Linked DNA regions of Zea mays: region 1 is linked to region 2. A link is a contact called in public Hi-C data. All regions are on one chromosome and are shown on one strand. The core of a region is the stretch at or near the end of the contact, and the rest is flanking DNA. Distances in the headings are between cores, read along the strand shown. Region 1 holds the start of LOC103504718 (Protein TONSOKU). Region 2 holds the start of LOC100272769.

What was found. Hi-C and Micro-C count contacts between places; a contact is called where the count stands out from the background.
Region 1: a Hi-C map of leaf shows a contact between it and region 2, with 2.8 times the contacts expected there. The contact joins the promoter of LOC103504718 here to the promoter of LOC100272769 in region 2. A contact is called at or near these places in 12 of 25 Hi-C or Micro-C datasets (bundle sheath, ear, endosperm and 3 more).

Annotation. Positions count from the first base shown.
Region 1 is chr4:181,034,355-181,039,641 of Zm-B73-REFERENCE-NAM-5.0, reverse strand. It overlaps LOC103504718 (Protein TONSOKU), which reads left to right and starts at 1,688. Exons shown (of 20, transcript XM_008681025.2): 1 at 1,688-2,120; 2 at 2,878-3,675; 3 at 4,510-4,686; 4 at 4,849-4,940. The coding sequence starts at 1,821.
Region 2 is chr4:180,797,632-180,802,839 of Zm-B73-REFERENCE-NAM-5.0, reverse strand. LOC100272769 reads right to left here and starts at 2,439. Exons shown (of 10, transcript NM_001147222.1): 1 at 2,223-2,439; 2 at 1,891-1,972; 3 at 952-1,043; 4 at 720-797; 5 at 575-636. The coding sequence starts at 2,309. It overlaps LOC100216785 (Galactosyltransferase family protein), which reads left to right and starts at 3,872. Exons shown (of 1, transcript NM_001143184.1): 1 at 3,872-5,125. The coding sequence starts at 3,990. The coding sequence ends at 5,021.

The DNA of each region.
Region 1 (5,287 bases), core at 439-2,938, 240 kb before region 2:
CGCGATGTTCGAGCGAGCGGCGTCACGGAAGGCCCGAGATGCACGCAGCGATGATCGCGCGTGACATCCTCCGATCCGGCGCAGTTTTCTTTTCGATTATTGTGTTTTATGCCTACCACATGTATTATTTACGCCAAAAACTGTACGATTTTATGCTTAAACATGGAGTTCGTATATCAGTTTACTGCATGCACATTGGAAAGACAATTTCTTGATTTATGTTGTTCGTAATTTGCGTGCATGCAATGGAAGCTCCCACGATTTTTGCCATAATTTTTGGATCTGTATAAAAATAGAAACCGCATGCATGCGGCTGCCATGTTTTCGGATCTGTCATAAAAATAGGATAGTAATAACAACCTACTAGAGCTATCAACCTCTCACATTGACTCGGTATTTACGCTTATAATTGAGGGATTTTATGCTCAAAACTTAAGGTTTTTACGCTCCACCGAAGATACATCCACCAGTGAACAACATGCCAGATTTTTTAAGCAGTATACCGAATTGCATAATTATCTACAATGACATATTTAGTATCAGTATATATCATAAAATGGTCATTACGAGTCTAGCTGCATAGCTGTTGCAGCGATCCTAAATTTATGGAGGAAATAAAGCATTTAACATAGAACCCGCCACACATATCTTTCCTAAATTTACGCGCATGCAAGAGAACGTGTTTGACTCATGCATGCATTTTGCCATAATTTTTGGATCTGTATAACCGCATGCATGCGGCTGCCATATTTTTCGGATCTGCCATAAAAATAGGATCGTAATAACAACCTACTAGAGCTATCAACCTCTCACATTGACTCGGTATTTACGCTTATAATGGAAGGATTTTATGCTCAAAACTTAAGGTTATTACGCTCCAACCCGGAGATGCGTCCACCAGTGAACAACATGCCAGATTTTTTACGCAGTGTAACGAATTGCATAAATAGCTACACCATATAGTATAATTTGTACCAATATATATCATAAACTAGATATAATGTGTTTAGCTGCATGGCTGTTGGAGGGATCCTATATTTATGAAGGAAATAAAACATTAAATACGAATTTTTGTTTCTATGCGTGTAATTCATTTCCTTTCATTACACATTATTTTCATCATAAATTCGTGTGCATGCAGGTGGTAACAGATTTTTACGCAGTATACCGAATTGCATAATTATCTACACAGGGTAGCATATTTAATAGCAGTATATATCATAAAATGGTCCTTACGAGTCTAGTTGCATGGCTGTTGCAGCGATCCTAAATTTATGGAGGAAATAAAATATTTAAAAATACAAACCGCCGTACATATCTTTCCTAAATTTATGCGCATGCAAGTGACGTGTTTGACTTTGACTCATGCATGCATTCTTTTTTGCGCGCACAGACGTGGGCGCGGGTGGTGCAACCGACAGCCTGGTCTAGTCGGTGCGCTGGGTTGAACCAGGTTGCAGGGATGATCGACCTGAGCTTCCTTTAACTATTAGAAACCCATGGCTCCCGTTATATCTGCTCTATATATATATATTTTCTTTTTTGATTGAAGGACCGAACAACAAGAGAGACACCCCAGAAGCTTAAGATATCCTCCTCCTACAGGCCATGGCCCATATTACATGCTTCCTACGCAGGCCCACGAGAAACGCAGAGAAGAGATTAGTGAAACTGGAGGCGGGGCCCTGAAATAATTTGGCGGGAGAATCCCCTTCCATCTGATCAGTCCGGCGTTTTCCTTCCTCTCGGCCCTTGACGGAAAATTCGGGTGGAAAAAGGGAAAAAAGTCAGGCGTCGGGTCCTCAGTCGTAGCGGCGGCGATGGCGCGCGGCGGCGGGGGGCGGTCGAAGAAGGAGGATGAGGAGGAGCTGCGGGGGGCGAAGCGCGGTTACAAGGAGGCGTCGGCGGAGGGTAATCGGGAGGAGGAGGCGCGCTGGGCTAACGTCATCGGCGACATCTACAAGCGCCGCTGCGAGTACGTCGAGGCCCTCCGGTGGCTTCGGGCGGACTACGAGGTCTCCGTAAAGCACCTCCCGCAGCGGCACCTCCTCCCCTCCTGTCAGTCGCTCGGCGAGGTCTACCTCCGCCTCGGCCGCTTCTCGGAGGCGCTCACCTACCAGGTCACTACTCACTCCTCAGATTCCACCATCCATCTCGCTTACTTGCCTACCGAATACCGACCATGGTTTCAGATGTTTTAAACGACAGGAGGTGTGCTATGCAGTATAACGCTAATGCATTCCCACTCGCAGTTGTAATTTCGGTGCTGAATTTATGAATTTTTAACCATTTGGTGGACTATTGATCTGGGCATGCATTTGGACTGCAGTGTAGGGTTCGATTATTCTCAAATTATGTTATTAGGCACTGTATATATATACAATTGAATACCAGCTGTGGTGTGGACTTTCTGGTAGTGCATCTGTCTTATATGATAATATATTCTTTCAAAGGTCTGATATTTAGTGATGTATATGTGACCCTTGGCTTGCAGTGTTGGGTTTAGGCACATGTTAATTGTTTTAGTTTTTTCACACGCTTATTGACCTTGGATAGTTGGATTACATTACATTATCTACCTCCGATCTTTTTTATTCGTCGTTTGTTAGTGTAAAATTCAACTATCCAGCGACAAATAAAAAAAATGGAGGGAGTATTACTGATCATGCTGTATCTACCCTGTCACAGTGCATGTACATTTATCAAGATATGGTCATTAGGTGATTTGGTCACTGCCTCCGGTGTTAAATGCTAACCTCTTGTTATAATTGAGATGCTAAGAATTAGAATAATACTCAGACCTCATTTCATACATTTTGCTGATTCTGCTACATGAACTCAAACTTCCATTTACCTTGATGTTTGTTGGCTTGACAGAAGAAGCATCTACAGCTCGCAAAGGAGTCTGATGACCTTGTTGAGCAGCAGCGAGCTACCACACAGCTTGGGAGAACATACCATGAAATCCTTCTAAGATCTGAAAATGACCATAGTGCCATAAGGAATGCAAAAAAGTACTTTAAATCTTCGATGAAGCTGGCAAGGATTCTAAAGGAGAGATCCCCTTCCCAAAAGTCGGACTTTCTAAAAGAACTTATTGATGCGTACAATAATATGGGCATGCTTGAGCTGGAACTTGATAATTTTGAAGAAGCTGAGAAACTACTTATCCAGGGCCTGAAGATATGCGACGACGAAGAGGTAGATTCGTATGATGATGCTCGCACTAGGCTCCATCATAATCTCGGAAATGTTTATACTGAACTACAGAATTGGAAAAAAGCCAGGGGGCACATTGAGAAGGACATAGAGATATGTAGAAAAATACGCCATCTTCAAGGTGAGGCAAAAGGATTCATAAATCTGGGGGAGTTACATTATCGAGTTCAGAAGTATGACAATGCAAAACTTTGTTACAATAAAGCTCTTGAAGTAGCAAGATCCTTGGAAGATGAGGATGCTCTAATTGAACAAATTCACCAGAATATTGAAACTGTTACGAAAGCAGTTGAAGTATTTGAGCAGTTGAAGGAGGATGAACTGAAGCTAAAAAAACTTATCCGGGACACTTCTAATGCTCGTGGAACATCTAAAGAGAGAAAACTCCTACTTGATCAGCATGCATGGCTGGATAGTCTTATTGAGAAGGCCAGGATGATATGTGCATGGCAAAAAGTAAGCGGACCGCACGGTAACTAGTACCAGATTTTTATTCACCTTGTTATAAACTTGGACCATCGTATCCATGAGAATTTATTTTATTATTATTTTTATCTTATTCACAAATGAGATTTTCCCCATTTCTAGCCTATTTTATGCATGTGCATGAATAATCGGTTTATAGGTTATGCTTGATAGTTTTTATGACTGAAAGAACTGGGACAATTGTTGTTGGTTTTATCTTTTGAGTTGCAGTTCTGAAACTGTATATGATCTCCAAAAAAATAATTGGTTACTGGATCTGAACATAAAGTTTTATTTGTCAGAAATATGAATGTTTTATTTGGAATGTCTTACTAACTTATTTACACAATTAGGGATTGCAACTTCCAACTTAATTACCTGTATTCTATATTTGTGCTGCATTCTGTTAACCTGAAACCTTTCTGAGCAGTGCAAAGAAAAGTAACCTGATTTGATGGAACTATTTGTCAGTGTTCTAATGTTAGATTGGTGCCAAGGGAAATGGTTTGGTCCATAGTCTTTGTGTGACCAGCTTCGTCAGAAAAGTCACACTGCCCATTCCCATTTTGAACTCCTGAGATATAACATAAATGTGGGAGCCTGATAAAATATTAAAACCAATCATAGATAACTTTCATCTGGTATATCATGTTTGAAAACCGACTATTGATCAGTTTATTTACTTTCTGAATTTCAGAACTGAAATGATTAAAACATTGTGCAAATATGAAAAATGCATTTATGCTCACCTCACTAATATCAACAATGCACCGGGGCGCAATATAGTAATTTCTTGACTCATTCATGTAATTATTTGTTCTCCAGCACAAGGAATTCTCAAAAGGGAAAAAAAGGGTAGCAAATGAACTTCGCGATAAGGAAAAGTTGAGTGATTCTCTTCTGTCGATAGGAGAATCATACCAAAAGCTTAGAAACTTCAGTAAAGCTCGTAAGTGGTACATGAAAAGTTGGAACATATATCGGTCGATAGGGAACTTAGAGGTGAGCTGCTAGCCTATATGTCCTCATTTGTATTTGTGAATATGCTGTCATGCATCCTACTAGTATGATTTTTTTGAAGTGAATCCTACTAGTATGATCACCTTTCTTGTTTACTTGATTCTGATTTCAAATTGTGCTCATCTAAGATATGTCCTATTTCAGGGACAAGCATTAGCGAAAGTGAACATTGGCAATGTTCTTGATTCTTGTGGCGACTGGGCTGGTGCATTGCAAGCTTACGAAGAAGGCTACCGGTATTATCTTGATGTCTTCCTGTCCAAAAGTCAGAAGATTTTAAGTAAACTTGCATGCTGTGATCTTAAGTAAATGGCCATGAACAATACATAGGACACGACATTGGAGGCTTTATTCACTAACATTTCTATTAGGCATTTGAGAACCCATTTGTTATAGATTCTTTTATTGGAAAGAAGTACAGTAGACGCCAAAAGAAACAGATAAGTCATTAGGAGGAAGGTTGGTTCTATTATTTAGGAGATGCAGCTTTAGGCGCCAGGATAAGGTGCAGTTTGTTAGGAGATGTTAGTGCTATAATTTAGGAGATGGAGTTGTTAGTTTGTTAGGGAGGCGCTATGATATA
Region 2 (5,208 bases), core at 1,190-3,689:
ATAGCACAGCGCGCAGAGAAATAACCGAAAGGCCAGTGATGTTTCAACAAGAAAATGAATGCACAGGATCATTTTTAGATTAACTGACCTTTTCATCTCTAAATATTACATAGGGCAGAAAGCTTTATACCCTAGCAAAGATTACTAGATTCAATAGCCCTACTCAAAGATTACTAAAAATACAAAGAGGTGTACTAGATTCAATAATGATTTTCAGAAAATACTACATGTCTGCCAAGTCATGGAGTTAAACGTACAGTTGATTCAATAAAACAATGTTTCCCATCTATGTCAATCATGTAAGTCTATGACATTTTTCTAGGGACATGGCAATCACTACATGAATGGCCATTGTTTTTTAAGGCTTCTAATAAATCACATCAATAAGCATTATTCTCATAAGAAATGCAGCTCGCATGATAGCATATCATTTCCTTACAAATAATTATTGGAAACTATAGTATACATTTAGCATGAGCACATAAATGCATCACAGTGCTGTAGTAGAAATGAAGGACTAAGTATTGATATACTAAACAGAGAAAGCTTAAACTGAAAATACAGGGTGGCATACCCGACCCTCATCCCTTCCTCGATGTCAGTTGGAGACACTTTATCCCCCAGTCCAACAACAAACTGCAGGATTCATTACAAGGCATAAAAAGCTGCACAAATTCTAGGTGGCATGAGATGAGAAAAATGACACGAGCATGGCATACTTTTGCGATTTGTTTTACATTTATAACATATTTGGCATCATCCGTATTAGGGCTTATGATCTTTGTACACCTTGCCACCTGCAGAAAGAGAAAGAGAAGTTATTAATGCACTAGCACATGTAAAATTGAAACCAAAAAGATTTCTACCAACTATCATGCATGGTAGGTCATAACTCAAAGCTGTAAAAGTAAAATCTACGAAGTAACACAATATCAGGGTCATTTAATATACTTGTAACGGTTGTTCTTCTTGCATCATCTGTTTATCTGAAACCAAATCCCACTGGCTAGGTGGAGCCAACCCTGTATCAGACTCCTTTATACCTGCATTTAGTATAAGAACACATCTCAGGTATGCTGATTCAAAAGGACCTTCCTAGCATTAAAACAAACTGATAAATTGCAGAACAACATAGAACAAAATAGAAAAGACCAGACATATGAAGTGATCTCATAGCCAATTCATCTTACTACACTACTCCCTCCATTCCAAATTATAAGACGTTTTGGCTTCTCTAGATACATTGTTTTTATGTATCTAGACATAATGTTCATCCAAGTGCATAACAAAACATATGTATCTTGAAAAGCCAAAATGTTTTATAATTTGGAACGAAGGGAGTATTAAGTTAATAACATGTCAATTATCTACAGTGCATGGTAAATATAACAGCAGTTCCGTGCTAAAACCACAGAGTCATCGACTAAAGATACAAATTGCATCAATTTTTACCCTCGTTGAGAAAAAATATAGTAAACTATAATGTTTCAAGTTAACACACTAAAATAATACATAGCTACACCTTAACCATTTGAATAACTATATGTGAGATCCTCAAGTAAGGGCTAGTTTGGCAACCCTATTTTTCCAAGAGATTTTCATTTTCACAAGGGAAATTAGTTCATTTTCCCTTGGGGAAATAAAAATCCCTTGGGAAATGGAGTTCCCAAACTAGTAAATGAAACTTCCTATTAGCTGCAAGTAAACAGCCAGCTGAAACAAGTGCTTCCAGGTGAATTTAATTCTCAGTGTAATAACTCAACAGTCTAAGCTAGAAGATGAATAAAATGCCACGAAGTGATGAAACCTATCCTTAGGACCGACTCAGAAACAAACTGCCCTACATCTCCATCGCCACACCAAAAAGATCATAATAGAATTATCACTCACCACAAAGGTCATTGATTTTCTTGGCCATTTCCTTGATCTCCTTCTCGACCTTCTTAATGCTAGTCGAGTACGGCCCAAGCCCCTGCAGCAGCATCCAGCGAACTAAAATTAGCAAAAACCAGCAGCTTCTTCCCCTCAAATCACACACGGTGACCTAAATCTGGTAAAAGCACGATGCCGTCACAAACGACAGACGAAATCAAAACCCTAAACCGATCTCAAGCCTGAGCCACGAGGGAACACAACTCCTAAGCCCTACCCCAATACAAAATCACCAAAGAACCCTAGATCCACGAGATCAGAGAGATCCAAACGAGGGTCGAGGCACGCACATAGGTTTTGAGGAGCGCGATGTCGTCCTCGTCGAGCGGGCGGGGATTCTTCTCGTTCATAATATCATCCTCCGGCTCCGGCGCCATGGCTGTCCTCCTGAGCGAGCGGCGCTTCCCCGGCGGCGAGGGTCCGTGGGGGCGAGGGGATTGGAGGTGCTTCCCGTCCGGAGTAGTTCGACGGCGTTTTATCGGTGTTCTTTCTTTACACTTGACCAAGGGACCTTTGTACACCGTGTGACTGATCGATCGGACGCAGCTAGATATTGCTTTGCCTATCGTACACCGTGGGATTGGATAAGTAACATTGAAAGATATTAAGCTTGGAAATGTACATTTTTTTTTTGCTATATAACATCAAATTATCACAGTATTTCTATATGTCATGACTGCAAAAACATACAATACAAGAGAGACCTAAGATTAGATTAATATATGATGGTCGACATATTAACATATCATTAAAAATTCTATAATGACTCTTTAGAAACAATTTATACGATATTGTTAATGTTTGTTTGACATCAATTTAATCTATTTGGGTCGGCATATTTATAATAATATTATATATTTATATCGTCAATATAATATTAACTGTAACACGAGTTTTTCATATCATAGTGATATTTGTCGTTCCGTATATATATTTCATACTATTTTTTTACTCTCGTGGCTCGGTGACTGAACGAGCTCGGCTCGGCTCGGCTCGACCTTGGCTCGCGAGCCGGCTCGGCTCGGCTCGCGAGCCATATTCTGGTACTTATCGTTGCATTATTTGGTGAATTAACATTATATATTCATCATCAAAGACTAAAAAATGAGCTATTATCCATAAAATTATCTAATATGCATTATTATTCCATAAATTCATCATTTTTTCAAGGCTCGCGAGCTGGCTCAGCTCGGCTCGCTACAAAAACGAGCTTGAAGAAGAGGCTCGGCTCGTTCGAGGCTCGCGAGCCGCTCCGAGCCGAGCCGAGCCGCTCCGAGCTCGAGCCGGCTCGCGAGCCTCGAGCTAATTTTCCAGCCCTAACGAGCACATACTTAGTATACATATAGGTCCATTTATAAGCCAACCAACCAATAGAATACTAAATTATACATGAGTTATTATAAATAGTGTAAAAAATTATTATGGCATATCCTTAACAAAATCCTAGGCCCGCTACTGCGTACAAATCACCTATAAACAATATAATTTAACATATAAATCTCTTATTTTACGTGATCAGCTCCCACACAGGCCAGCTGCTATGTGCTAGCCCAACGCCCCAGCCATCCGTTGACGTTGCGTACCACATGGCACTGCTTTGGCCTCCGCATGGGGCGTTGCGATTATCGCAGCCAGAGATGGCACGCGAAGTTCCAAATCCCCGGAAGTACGTCCCCAATTCGTTCGTTAATTTGTTCTTCACGCAAGGTGAGTGTTGACAAATCGAGCCACGCATCTCGCTCACTGCATCTGCATGCAAACGTCGTCATTGACCCCACCGGGCTACGTTACGTTCGCCCGAGACGAGACCTCGCATGCCGCGCCTACCTCTCCATTCCCACGCACGGACTCCGCGCCTCACCCTCGCCAACCTCTAGGCAATAAAGGCGTCGCCATTTCCGTGCTGGCTAAGCTTCCCAGTTCTCACCACCGGCAAAAAGAACCGACTCTGCTTCCCCTTCAGCTGCCTTCCATGTCAGTATAGCAGCCTACCGTCATATCAGGCGACGACGACTGTGTGTGCGCTTTTTTATCTGCCTCATTGCCTGCAATTCGATATGCCACCGCCGCCGCCGAAGAAGAAGAATTTGCTCAAGTCGTTCATGGGCAACGGCAAAGACGCGCTCCAGCAGGTCGGCACGAAGCAGAGGCACGGCGGCGGTGGAGGCGGCCTCCCCAGGCTGTCAGCCTCCAGCAAGGCGCTGGTCCTCCTGCCGCTCCTGCTCCTGGCCTTCATCTTCCTCTTCGTGTATCCCAAGGAGTTCGAGCTGCAGGCGATGCTGAGCGCGTGCGGCCCGGCAGCCGCGGAGCCGGCGGCGGTCCGGAAGCCCGAGTTCCGGCTGCTCATCGGCGTGCTGACCCGCGCGGACCTGTACGAGCGGCGGCACCTGCTGCGCATGGTGTACGGGCTGCAGCTCGCGTCGCCGGGTGGGCTCGCGGCGCACGTGGACGTCCGCTTCGTCTTCTGCCGGCTGTACAAGGACGACCAGCGCGTGCTGGTGCCGCTCGAGATCCTCGCCCACGGCGACGTCATCGTGCTCGACGGCTGCGAGGAGAACCTCAACGGCGGGAAGACGTACACGTTCCTGTCGGCGGTGGCGGCGCTCTACGCCGACGAGCCGTACGACTACGTGATGAAGGCCGACGACGACATCTTCCTCCGCCTGCCGCAGCTGGTGGGGTCGCTGGGCGGGATGCCCCGGGAGGACATGTACTACGGCGCCACCATCCCCTGCGATAGCATGGACCCGTTCCGGGAGTACATGGCCGGCATGGCCTACGCGCTGTCGTGGGACCTCGTGCAGTGGATCGCCACCTCCGACGTGGCGCGCAACCACAGCGTGGGCACGGAGGACATGCTCACCGGCCTCTGGCTCAGGATCGGGGGCAAGGGGAAGAACCGCTTCAACGCCAAGCCGGCCATCCACGACTACCTCAACCCGGTGCCCGTGGACCAGTGCGAGCACGAGTTCATGCCCACCACCATCGGCGTGCACAGGCTCAAGAGCAACCCGAGGTGGGCAGAGGCGCTCAAGTACTTCAACTTCACGGCAGGGCTCCAGCCGTCCAAGTTCTACAAGATCGACTAGCAACCTACCTCTCCTATCTACTACCGTAGTAGTAGGGATCGATCCATCGGATGCATGCATGTATGCGTTGCTTAATTTTGAGGGAGAATTTATGATGTATACACAAAAACAAATATGTTTTTAAATTTGATCTGTGTTCTTCTCACAAACTACATCTTTCCACTTGTTTTTTTACCGTGTTTTGTAT